Regions from separate parts of the Hordeum vulgare genome. Here region 2 is linked to region 1. Evidence: chromatin contacts called from public Hi-C data. All regions are on one chromosome and are shown on one strand. Each heading gives the region's core, a stretch centred on a gene start, on an enhancer-like site or on the middle of the called end of the contact. The rest is flanking DNA. Distances are from core to core; before and after follow the strand shown. Region 1 holds the start of LOC123446817 (hexokinase-5). Region 2 holds the start of LOC123446867 (probable pectinesterase 53).

Region 1 (6,454 bases), core at 1,612-4,111:
AGAGCTCAAGGAGGACGACCTCAACCAGATCACGGCAGGAGGCTCCGACGACGACCGGGGGGGTCTTGGCTGGAGGGGAATGCACAGAGGGGATGGCGGCTGGGGAACGAGCGAAGGCGGTCATGGCGAGAGAGGAATGCGCTGGCACGGGTCCTCAACGGCGGCAGAGCAGTTCCTGGATGGTGCACGTCCTGGGCAGCGTAGGTGCAGAATCCCGCAGGTGCAGGTCCTGGGCAACAGTGGCGATGCGCGGAATCGCAGGTGCAGGTGGGTGGCGGCGACAGAATTAGAGGCGCAGGTCGCGGGCAGCGGCAGAATCAGAGGCGCAGGTGGGCGGCGGCGAAATCTGCTGGCTGGCGTGTGTCAGGCGACGCGCGGGATCAGCGAAGAAAGAAGATGGAGGCATAGATCGATTTGAGATAGTTTTCAATTTTCGAGGTATTTTTTACAAAAACGCCAGCACACTGCGCGTCAGTCAATCTTTTCCGAACAAAGGAAGTATAAAGCAAAATAAATAAATCTATCTTTTACCTAATATATATATATATATATATACCTAATAATAAAGAGGCTATCGTTTTCGTCGGAAAAACCCACCGAGGTGATTTTACAAAAAAGCCCTTATTGTTTATGACATTAAACTCGTAGTATATATTAAATATTTTTTCAAATACTCATATCTTTTAAACCGTAACTCCAAATTTAATATATTATACATGGAAATTTGATTAGAAAAATATGTAGAATTTAAATATGATATTATTTTATCTGCTAAACGTTTAATAAAAATACTATCTAGGGTGCAATCTTAATAAATAAGTCATTATTCGTCTTTCTTTCATACCGGTACTCATCCGGGTTGGGGATGAACACGTCAACAAAATCAGGATTAGAGATGAAACTGAAGGTCACTTGACTGATTCTTTGTACGTATTAAATTTACATACAAGCCGTGTTAAAATAGAAGATCTGTGAAATTTTGAACTGCATTTTTGTAGGATAAGACCATCTTTATTTGTATCGTAACTATAAATTATTAAATTATAGACATTTTTTATAAATTAAGAGCGTGTGTCGCGTGGTATTTCTTTCTCCCGTTGCAACGCATGGGCCCTTTTGCTATAATAATAAAGAGGCTATTGCTTCCGTCGGAAAACCCACCACGTTATTTTTATAAAAAAAACCTGTAATTTTTGTTATTCAACCCGTGTTCCATCATTATTTTAATAAATCAAAATGATTATAAAAAGATTAAAAGCGTGTGGTTTTTTTTCTCCCGTTGCAACGCACCGGCCCTTTTGCTAGTAATAATAAAGAGGTTATCGCTTCCGTCGAAAAACCCATCGAGGTGATTTTACAAAAAAGCCCTTACTGTTTATGACATTAAACTCATAGTATATATTAAATATCTTTTTCAATACTCATATCTTTTAAACCGTAACTCCAAATTTAACATATTATACATGGAATTTGATTAGAAAAATATGTAGAATTTAAATATGATATTATTTTATCTGTTAAACATTTAATAAAAATAATATCTAGGGTACAATGTTAATAAATAAGTCATTATTCGTCTTTCTTCTTTACCTAATAATAAAGAGGCTACCGTTTTCGTTGGAAAACCCATCGAGGTGATTTTACAAAAAAGCCCTCACTGTTTATGACATTAAACTCGTAGTATATATTAAATATCTTTTTAAATACTCATATCTTTTAAACCGTAACTCCAAATTTAACATATTATACATGAAATTTGATTAGAAAAATATGTAGAATTGAAATATGATATTATTTTATCTGTTAAACGTTTAATTAAAATATTATCCAGGGTGCAATCTTAATAAATAAGTCATTATTCGTGTTTCTTTCATACCGGTACTCATCCGGGTTGGGAATGAACACGTCAACAAAATCAGGATTAGAGATGAAACTGAAGGTCACTTGACTGATTCTTTGTACGTATTAAATCTACATGCAAGCCGTGTTAAAATAGAAGACCTGCGAAATTTTAAACTGCATTTTTGTAGGATAAGACCATCTTTATTTGTATCGTAACTATAAATTCTCAAATTATAGACATTTTTTATAAATTAAGAGCGTGTGTCGTGTGGTATTTCTTTCTCCCTTTACAACGCATGGGCCCTTTTGCTATACTTTAAAATATGTTTATATGTATCCGTATGTAATTTAGAAAACAGAGAGAACGGGATCTAAAAACAATTCGACTCGTCTTGGGTGGAGAGGAGCTGTTGGAGGAACGACATGACACGGTACGGTACAATATCCGTTCTATTCCACTACTACTATAACTCTGGCGCCGCTCGTGTGCTCCGTGCTCGGCCACGAAGTCGCCGGTGTACGCCGGCGGTGCCTGCGCTGTCGCGGTCGCGGTCGAGCCGGCCGAACGCCGATGCGTAGCTGCTCCGCCCCGCAGCGGACGGTTGGTGGCGGTTGACCCTATGGCCCCTCCCCCATGTGGCCACACCACGGATGGCATCACCCGCCCGTCATCACCCTCCCGGTGGGCCCCGCCGATCCATGTGAAACCGTATTTTCCCCAATCCTTTTACCCGAAACCCTTCTCTACGCATCTGACTTTCCCACCCTCCAAACATGAGCCACCGACACGCGGGCCCCAATCACAGGGTCAACGGCCTAACCGGAAGCAGTATTCGTTTTACCGCAATGTATATCCAAGGTAAATCCGTTCGGTAATCCAGAAAGGGGTAAATCCCAGATCCACCTCCCTCCCGGAGCGTCCATCCGGGCCGTCCGCGTGGCGCAGGGGACGGATCGGGGCCGTCGAGGCGACGAAGGGTGGATCATAAATGCCGCGGGGGCCAGGCCAAGCGGAGGGGCGCGGTAAAAAAGCTGTACCGGTTAAAACGTCCGGCCAGTGGCTCCCCCCTCCCCCTCCCTTCTTTCTCCCCCGGGGAAGCAGCAGCAGCCAGCGAGCGATCCCTCCTCCCTCCCTCCTACTCCTCCACCCGGCCTCCGGATCCAGAGCGGGGACGAGGACGACCGATCTAGGCGCGAAGATGGGGAAGGCGGCGGCGGTGGGGACGGCGGTGGTGGTGTGCGCCGCGGTGGGCACGGCCGTGGTGCTCGGCCGGCGCCGGCGCCGGAGGGACGCGGAGCTGCTCGGCGCGGCCGAGGCCGAGAGGAAGAAGAAGGTGGCGGCCGTCATCGAGGAGGTCGAGCGCACGCTCGCCACGCCCACCGCCCTGCTGCGGGGCATCTCCGACGCGCTCGTCCTCGAGATGGAGCGCGGGCTGCGCGGGGACATCCACTCCCAGCTCAAGATGCTCATCAGCTACGTCGACAACCTCCCCACCGGGTAAGGGAAACCACCCCCATTCCCGATCTGATCCGATCCCGCCCGATCCTTCCCTTACCCTTTAGCTGTCGGGTTGACTTGTGGGTGGGCCTCGTGATCCGTGAGCCGCCGGGAAAGCCGCGCGTCGATGAATTTGGATTCGTCGGTCCCGCACGCCACGGGAATTCTGCTCTTGATTAGCCATGGCTTGCTGTACGGCGAAATGTGCGGATCTTAGTGTGAGTGCTTGTGCCAAAATCGCGCCTTGTGGCGATTCAGAGCGAAATCAGGAATAACATCGCCTCTTATGTGATCTTCTCGATGAATCATCTTGGGCAAGGATGTGGTCATTTTATTACCTCATATGAATTGACCAATTTCGCTCTGGCGCATCGCGCCCTGTTTGCTGATCGTATGGTCGTCAGAATTTTGATGATTTAGGATTTTATTTATTTATCAATCAGCATGTCACCATATGGTATTTCCATGAGTTGGTGTGGATGATCATTTGTCAGGCCTAAGTAATACGCTTTCAGTGGGATGTACTGACCGATCATGGCAGGGATAGTTCACTCAGGATTACTCCCATATGCTCAATTCTGTGAATTCTGAACAGAAGTTCTTATGCGATTGGTTTGTTTCACCAATTTCTTTGTTCAATGATATCCACCTGTAGAACTCATCCTCTCCAAGTATAATCTGTTATGTGCTTAGTTTTTCAAGGATCACCTGCTTTATTGCATATAAAAATTTCGAAGACAAATTGTAGTCTGTCTATCTATTACATGCAATTCTCTGAAAAACATGACATTTTTCCTAGACTTGTATAACTGTATTGTCTAAACATTTAACTGCTATTTCTGCAGAGACGAACATGGGTTGTTTTATGCACTGGATCTTGGAGGTACCAACTTCCGTGTTCTGCGAGTCCAACTTGGAGGAAGGGAGAAACGTGTTGTCAAGCAACAGTATGAGGAAGTCTCTATTCCACCACACCTGATGATCGGAACTTCCTTGGTGAGTACCTGGTATTCAGTTTTCAAGCTCCCTGGAGTCGTAAATTTACATGCATGTTTGCTAATTTAACTTGAATTATTATTACAGGAGCTATTTGATTTCATTGCTGCTGTATTGGCCAAATTTGTTGATACTGAAGGTGACGAGTACCACCTCCCAGTGGGGAGGCAGAGAGAGCTGGGTTTCACCTTTTCCTTTCCTGTAAACCAACTATCAATATCATCAGGAACACTCATCAAGTGGACAAAGGGCTTTTCAATCAACGGCACGGTAAAATTCAAAACACTACACAGCATTTGTTGAGCAGTTCCTAGCACATTAGTTAGCATAACTTCCACTGGATTTTCATATAAATCCATGGATTCCCTTGGCAAGTTTCTTGTGGCAAAGCTTGATTTGATATGCCAATCAGAACATAAGTGTTGAAGTTTAATAGTGGTTACTGGTTAGGAAACATATTCTTGATGTGCAATTCAAATACTATGTTTTGCGGTTTATATGGTATCTGAGCCAATTATCTTTATTTTGACGTGTTCTTTGGCTACTCCTTAATCAGGTTGGCGAGGATGTTGTGGCTGAGTTGAGCAAGGCCATGGAGAGGCAGGGGTTGGATATGAAAGTTACAGCACTGGTAATACACCATATCTATGGTTGACTCGCGTATATAAGACAATCCTAATTTATGTGTATTCTGACGCTGCTTCTGTTATTTGTTAATCTTTTCTTTATAAATGGAATGCGAACAAACATGGTTGTTTGTACCAAAACTTTTTCAGGCTGAGTGTTGATGTTTTGCAGGTTAATGACACAGTCGGCACATTGGCTGGTGGGAGATATATGGATAATGATGTGGTTGCTGCTGTAATATTGGGCACTGGTACAAACGCAGCATATGTTGAGCATGCTAATGCAATTCCTAAATGGACTGGACTGCTGCCTAAATCTGGAAATATGGTTAGTGTTTGAAATTCCTACTTATGCTTGAAGCAAAAAGCCCCATGAAACATTGTATTACCTTGCACATGCATTGTATGTTCACTGCTGTGTTGTATTAGTCTCTCTTAAAATTTGTATTTTTAACCACAGAATTATTTGGTACTCTCCAGGTTATCAACACGGAATGGGGAAGCTTTAAATCGGACAAGCTTCCACTTTCAGAATACGACAAAGCATTGGACTTCGAAAGTTTGAACCCTGGAGAACAGGTGTTTTTCTCGGTGGTGTTTTCATTTCCATTCACGTTTTTGTGCTGAACTGTACTAATATATTTCAATATATTTTGTATGTTAGATATATGAAAAGTTGATTTCCGGCATGTATCTTGGAGAGATTGTGCGAAGAATCTTACTGAAACTGGCACATGATGCTGCATTGTTTGGGGATGTTGTTCCAGCTAAGCTGGAACTGCCATTTGTACTTAGGTAATACTTGATCCATTGGTCACTGAGCTTTTCGTGCTTACTTCTTGACATGGGAAAGCTGTTATTTATTTTGTTAGCTAAACACATATCAAGAATTTTTTATAGTAAAAAAAAAAAGATAAATGCCTTGGTTGGGGTCATTTTCCATGCTAATATTAAGCTGTTGAAGATAATAGTCAAACTGCCCAAGGAAGCAGTGTCTCTTCTAAATATTGTTACATGTGTTGACTAGTCCATGTATGGCCCACAGTTTACAAAATTTGCCAAGTTGTGTGCCTTTTGAAGCTATACATGTACTTCATTCGAGTAATCCATGTGAGGTGACAAATATTCTAAACTTAATGCTGACTGATCATTGCCGGTGATAAAATACTTTTCTTCTGGTCAATGTTCTGTTTTGTCACGGCTGTGTTCAATTCAAAGCTTTGTATCCTTTTTCTCTGTCGTATTAGAATAATAAAATGGATGGCGTGTGCAATTGTCTGGTTAGATAGAGTTTGTTTCGTGTACACCTTAATATTATAAGAGAATTTGAAACCAAAGCCAAACTTAAGTTTCTTTTGTTTTTTGTTTTTCTCAAACCTATCATAAAATCTGAATAGTTGTCTAATGAGTAATTTTGACCTTCTCCTTGTTAGAATTAATAAAGTATTTACTGGGGGGCAAATAGATTAATATAGGTTACTAATAGATGGAT
Region 2 (6,454 bases), core at 1,075-3,574, 620 kb before region 1:
GTCTAGCGATGGGCCTCTTGGTACTTATGTCAACAATCATGGGTATGTGCACGCGACGATCACTGTGAACAACGCAACAGGGCTTGATATTGAGGGGGATCCCACAGAGGAACACAGCTGGTTTCCAGGGTATGACCTTTTTCTTGACTCCTTGTCTATCTCCCAGCCGCCTCCATGTTTTATTCTACAATCTTCGAATGTGAGAATAACTCATAAGCACATTATCTTGCTATCCAGATACGCCTGGACTATCGCATCGTGCTCTTCCTGCGACTCCAACATAGGCTGGCTGTTCACTGCCACCAAGAGGTATCTGCATCCGAAATTCTTCTGGGGGATCCGCAGCTGCCAGATCGCCGATATTGTAGATGCAGGACAACAACAGGAAGAATGATGCCGCTCTCCATGTACAGCAAACCCTTTCTGAATTGTGCCTTTTCCCCGTTTCCGCAGACTTAGAACCTAGACTGAGAGCGTGGCGCATGTGCTATCCTTGTCACGCTCTCATTTTTAGCCTAGCCCCATATATACCCGCCGTTCACCTTCATTGAAGTTCCTGGGAGACTGACCACCCTCTTTCCTGGGTGTGCTGTGTGTAGTGTCGTGTATCCGTGCTCCGTTACAGAGAAATACCTTAGATGCAGGTGGTATGCACCTAGACCGAGTAATAAGTTTCCGAATGCTAAACAAAGCATGTTACTGTGAAAAGTGTTGGGGTAAATGGAATGTTGTGTTGAAAGTTAAGAAAATTCCACCTCCCTCTGAAATGATGCCTGGAAATCCGGTTCTCTTTGTAGATCTGTGTGAGAGTGCGGCTTTGTGGAGAAGAAAGTAGAAAGGTTCAGTTGCCATACCCTATACGGTACGGTAATGCAGTAGAGTAGCGGTAGAGTGGGAAAGTGGCCCTGAGCCCCTGAGAATGAGTGGTAGCTCCACAATTTACTCCATCGCCATGGTTAGCAGTACTAGCACCGAGCAGGAGGCAGCAGGGTCGTCGGTCGGCCCAGCTGAGCTAGCACGAGTGGCGAGCAGCAACGCGTATGGAGCGTACTGTCGGTTTGCTCCAGCCAGTATCCGTGGAACCGGTAGCGAGTTGGCCGGTATTTCAATACCGCCTTCCGTAAAAGCGAGAGAGACCTGGCGATCACGGGTGGCGGAAGAAGGATGGGCCATGGCAGCAGCACAAGCTGACACTAGGAGAGGGGCATCGGCGTACCAGACGGGAGGGGAAGCCAACACTGACAGAGAATGTGCGCTTCTCTGCGTCTGTATATGTCGATTGCATTTACAGATTACCTGCCTGTCCTTCCATGATGTGTACACCGGTACGAGTATATGAAGTATGGATATTTGTATATAACTGTTTAAAGCTGCGAGGATGGTGGAGGCGGTACTTGATGGTGAGCATGCTGAACTGCTCGATTGCGTACTCATTCCCGTGCGACTTTCATGGCTTTGCGATGCGCATGCGACTCGGTAGTCGACGGACGGGAGAGACCATTATTTTATCTTCCCGGAAATAGAAATGCCGGCAAATCCGCTTTCAGAAAATACTGTTTTTCTTTCACGCTCAATAAAAGTTTTAGCGCACTACTGTAACGATTTTATTCCGTGAGACCAGCATTGCTTGTTCAGACGCTCAAAAACACACGTCCAAAAAAATACGCGGTGTAAATTGTAAAGCGTGCGTGATCCGGCATCCCAAATTTACTGCACGCGATGACGTTTTTAATACATGCCTAAAACTTTTTAACACGCGTAGTATTTTACAGGCTCTGTTGAAGTTGTCCGACAAAAAAAAAATGAGGATTTTTATCGTCCCAAGCTGTGTTTTGAGCCTCTGTTGAAGATGCCCTTATAAAAAAAAGGTTGTTTCTAGCACTGGTCGTCACCCACGAGAGTCAAGTCGGAGGTCGTTATGCCGCCGCGGAATGGAACCAGGGTACAAGGAAACAGTGCTCAAGACAGAGTAAACCACGGGGTCGCGATTTAGCCACCGTAAGTAGAACTGCAACTGCAAGGTTGGTTTGCCTTTCCCGATAGGACAGTGGGAGACCGAGGCCAAGGGGAAGACGAAGACGAACGCACATGCATGTGGCCGAGCATGTGGTGCATGCATGTACCGCCGTAGCCGCACCGCACAAGCGCCGCTCTGCTAGATGCGCGCGCACGCCCACGCCCACACTAGAGCCAACACACACGAACAGCGGCCTCTGCTCGTGCTCTTGCTCGTGCTCGTGAGCTGTGTCATTCCATCGTTCCCTCGGAACAGGACGCCCGTGATCTCCTTAAATCCCCCCCCCCCCCCCCCCCCCCGCTCCCCAATTATACCTGACACACGCAGACACAGCCCCATTGTAGCATACCTAGCTAGCTGCCGGTGAGTGACCACCGCAACAGCGCCCCTCCACTGTTGCCACTGGCGGCGTACTCGCAGCGCATTGTCGCGGCGATGGCAGCGTCGTCCTCGTCCTCGCCGTCGTCGCGGGCGAGGTGGCTGGCGTGCGTTGTGGTGCTGTTGGCGCTGCTGCTGCTGGCCGGGCCGGGCGACGTGGACGCCGGCCGGCACGGGCACGGGCGCGGGCGCGTGGAGCACAGGCACACCAAGGGCCTGAGGCCGGGGAAGGCTGCTGCTGCGGCGGCGAGGCCCTACCCGGCGAACGCGACGGCGGTGGAGACGATCGAGCGGCGGTTCACGCGGTGGGTGCATTTCATGGGCGCGCTCGAACACAGCGTGTTCCAGCGGGCGCTCAACCGCGCGCTGCTCCCCACGACGCGCACGATCGTCGTGGACAGGACGCCCGGGGCCGGCGACTTCAGCACCATACAGGGCGCCGTCGACTCGCTCCCGATCATCAACCTCGCTCGCGTCGTCATCAAGGTCAATGCCGGCACCTACACGTACGTGCGTGACCTGACCAACATATCGTATACTTGCCCATCGATCGTTCTAGTCGTCGGTGCTCGGCGTCTGACTGACGGTGAGAGTGCATGGCCCGTGTAAATGTAATGCAGGGAGAAGGTGAGCATCTCGCCGCTGCGCGCGTTCGTGACGGTGGAGGGCGCGGGCGCGGACCGGACGGTGGTGCAGTGGGGCGACACGGCGGACACGGCCGGGCCATGGGGCCGCCCCTTCGGCACCTTCGCCTCCGCCACCTTCGCCGTCAACTCGCAGTTCTTCGTCGCCAAGAACATCACCTTCAAGGTAAGTGCCGTGCGTACTGTATCTGTACTCACTCGTCGACCCAAGGCTCGACGACACTGGTTGATTGATTGATTGATTTGGATGGGATTGTGCTGCAGAACACGGCGCCGGTGCCTCGGGCGGGCGCGCTGGGGAAGCAAGGGGTGGCGCTGCGGATATCGGCGGACAACGCGGCGTTCGTGGGGTGCAACTTCCTGGGCGCGCAGGACACGCTGTATGACCACCTGGGCCGCCACTACTACAAGGACTGCTACATCGAGGGCTCCGTCGACTTCATCTTCGGCAACGCCCTCTCCCTCTACGAGGTGCACCCTCGTCTGCTCCTCTGCCTCCCCTGCCATTGCAAAAAACATCTACTCCTATCTCTCTAGATTTCACAGGCAAGCTTAATTAGCACCTGCGAGTCAAGTCAGCAGAGCATCTTTGCTCCACCCACCTGACGTGTCAGTGTGTCGGCTGTACGTGCGGTTGAACCCTGCGTGCAGCCACAAAGAGGTGGTGTCATGTCGGTACCCGCCGGGGCTGGGCCGCGGCTCTCTGACGGGCAGAGCATCCAGCTCGAGCGTGCATGGCCTACCACTACCAGTGTCCTGCATAGAGTCGCGTACGTACGTACGTACAAGAGCCCTCCATGCACGACGGGTCGGTCGGTCATACTGTTGAAAAAACAAGGAAACAGATAATGTTCCTGCCAGTGCGCGCATTCCAGGAACGGAATCGTAGCACCCGTGACAAATCTTGTCCCACCGGCAACCCTCGTTCTGGGCCAGACACGATCTCGTTCTGTGGCAGTGCAGCCACCGCTGAGTTAGTCCCGGGCCGTGCCGCCCGTGGCGCGGTGGCCATGCCGCCATGCAGTGCAGGTGAGCGCGACACCGGCGGATCCGCAGATGGATGCTGCATGCTGGGTCACGGCCTTCCGTCCCGTACGTACGTATCCATCTCGCTTCTGTTCGTCCGCCTGCGTGTGACGGACCGGGGCCGTGCATGCAGCAGGGACAGGACAAGGGGGGAAGGGAATGTTGATTTCCGTTAATTAATGGGGGATCTTGGTTCTTAATGGCAGCGAGCCGGTGTCGCTCCGCTTGTACCGTTGCGAAACGTGGCTTTCTGGTGGCGGCAGGTTCCCCGGTCCGGTCCCTCCTCGGCCCCAGGCGAGGCGCCGGCAGCTAGCTCCGGCCCGTGACGACGGAGGAGCTAGCCTTGCTGGCTGGTGCCGTACGTGCCTATCTCCTTATACCCTTTGCTTAATTAGCTGGACATAAAATGGCGCTAGTCAATCAATCGCTAGCTTACACTGCATTTTTGGCAGCGCATATACCTAGCTAGCATTACCAACCGACATTTTCTTCACCGAAACCACGGCAGCATTTTCTTGACCAAAATCCTAGCTAGCTAGCTAGCTGACGTGGGCGCCATGGCATGGCGGCGTGCGGTTTGGGGGATGCAGGGCTGCCACGTGCACGCGATCTCGCCGCACTACGGCGCGCTGACGGCGCAGAACCGGCGGAGCATGCTGGACGACACGGGGTTCTCCTTCCTCAACTGCCGGGTGACGGGGTCGGGGGCGCTCTACCTCGGCCGCGCATGGGGCACCTTCTCCCGCGTCGTCTTCGCCTACACCTACATGGACAACATCATCATCCCCCGCGGCTGGTACAACTGGGGCGACCCCACGCGCGAGATGTACGTGCCGTCCGTCTCTTGTGAATCTTCTTGGTGCATGCTTCGTATGACTGACGGATTTTCATGGATGGATGCAGGACGGTGTTCTACGGGCAGTACAAGTGCTCGGGGCCGGGGGCGAACCACGCCGGCAGGGTGGACTGGTCCCGGGAGCTCACCGACGAGGAGGCCAAGCCATTCATCTCCCTCAGCTTCATCGACGGCCTCGAGTGGCTCAGGTTGTAGCAGCGGATGGTCGGATCCAGGGCGTCCGCAGGTTACTGACTTAGTAGCAGGGTGACTTGATTCGGCTGCAGCATTTGCAGCTGGGTTCATGACGAGCTACCACGGCTGTCTCCGGCCTCCGGCTCTTTTCTCTTTTCTTTTCTTTTCTTTTCTTCTCGTTTGGTTTTAGAGGGAAGTGAGTGAGTGAGTCGCATCGGTTCGTTTTTAACTGCTGTGAGTTCTGACGAAGAGAGCAAACGGTAACATGAGTCCTGTGTCCTCTGTTTGCCGAGGCAAGTAGACAGAAAACACGAATGAAAAGTACTGTATTGAATTACAACACAACGCAGAGATCCACCTCCTAATCCCCAGATGAATGTAGATGCAACATAAGTTGTGTCATAACCACATACAGAGCATCACTAGCAACTCAGAGGAGGTTGTCCGAGACAACACATCATGCCATGAGATAACAGAAGGGCATCGTAGGAGAGCTCCATGAAGAAAGCACGAAAGCCACCGTTAGGGGGGCCGGGAGATCCCAGGTGTTCACGTGATCACGTCAAGGAGCTGCACCATTACCAATCCTGTGCATCAATCACTCACAGAAAGCGTGGTCATTGCCCAAGACGGAGTGAAAACTGTGTCTTGTCCAGGAAACAAGAAGGAAAACATAATTTCACCGCCAAAAGGATGGTCAATGCCCTTTCTTAAATTTTGTCCAGGATGGTCTTGTCCAGGAAATAAATCCATAAATTTCTTAAATTTTTCCATGCGCCCATGGCAACTTTCTAAATATGACAACCCTTTTCCAAAAAGCGAAATCCTTATTTTTTGCCAAATCTCATTTCATACACATTGCAAATTGCGTTGGAAATCTTCATGGACCACGACAAACTTACTTTATGAATCATGGCAAATTAACCTTATGTCCCATGGGCAATTATTTTTGCCAATGCCATGTTTTGCATAAAATCTAAGCAATGGATCATTTTGCATTGATAATATGTAGCTCATTTGCCATGATACGTATAGTTGGCCCATACATCTTTTTACTCAACTTTTTCATGATCTATAAAGGTATTTTTTCATGTTTTTTTTGGATCATGGTATATTTCCTTTTGGACCGTGCCCAGAATGTTTTTTTACCATGGCAAATTCACTTTATGGACCATCAATTTTTTTACCATGCCAAATGTTATATTCAGACTATGGAATTTTTTTTCTCCATGGCAAGTTTATTCATTGGACCATGACCAATATTTCTTGGAGCATGGTAAATAATTTTTTGCAACATGGCAAATTTGCTAAACAAACCATGGTGAATTACCTTTTTGTACACAACAGTTGAAAAAACTA

Evidence for each region. Hi-C and Micro-C count contacts between places; a contact is called where the count stands out from the background.
Region 2: a Hi-C map of seedling shows a contact between it and region 1, with 2.0 times the contacts expected there. The contact joins the promoter of LOC123446867 here to the promoter of LOC123446817 in region 1. A contact is called at or near these places in 2 of 6 Hi-C or Micro-C datasets (leaf and seedling).

Annotation. Positions count from the first base shown.
Region 1 is chr1H:475,641,733-475,648,186 of MorexV3_pseudomolecules_assembly, reverse strand. It overlaps LOC123446817 (hexokinase-5), which reads left to right and starts at 2,861. Exons shown (of 9, transcript XM_045123362.1): 1 at 2,861-3,340; 2 at 4,186-4,336; 3 at 4,424-4,606; 4 at 4,893-4,967; 5 at 5,135-5,290; 6 at 5,443-5,541; 7 at 5,627-5,757. The coding sequence starts at 3,042.
Region 2 is chr1H:476,256,921-476,263,374 of MorexV3_pseudomolecules_assembly, reverse strand. It overlaps LOC123446867 (probable pectinesterase 53), which reads left to right and starts at 2,324. Exons shown (of 5, transcript XM_045123410.1): 1 at 2,324-2,901; 2 at 3,016-3,205; 3 at 3,304-3,510; 4 at 4,656-4,891; 5 at 4,969-5,432. The coding sequence starts at 2,453. The coding sequence ends at 5,116. LOC123446851 (protein cereblon-like) reads left to right here. Exons shown (of 9, transcript XM_045123400.1): 8 at 1-129; 9 at 238-749. The coding sequence ends at 394.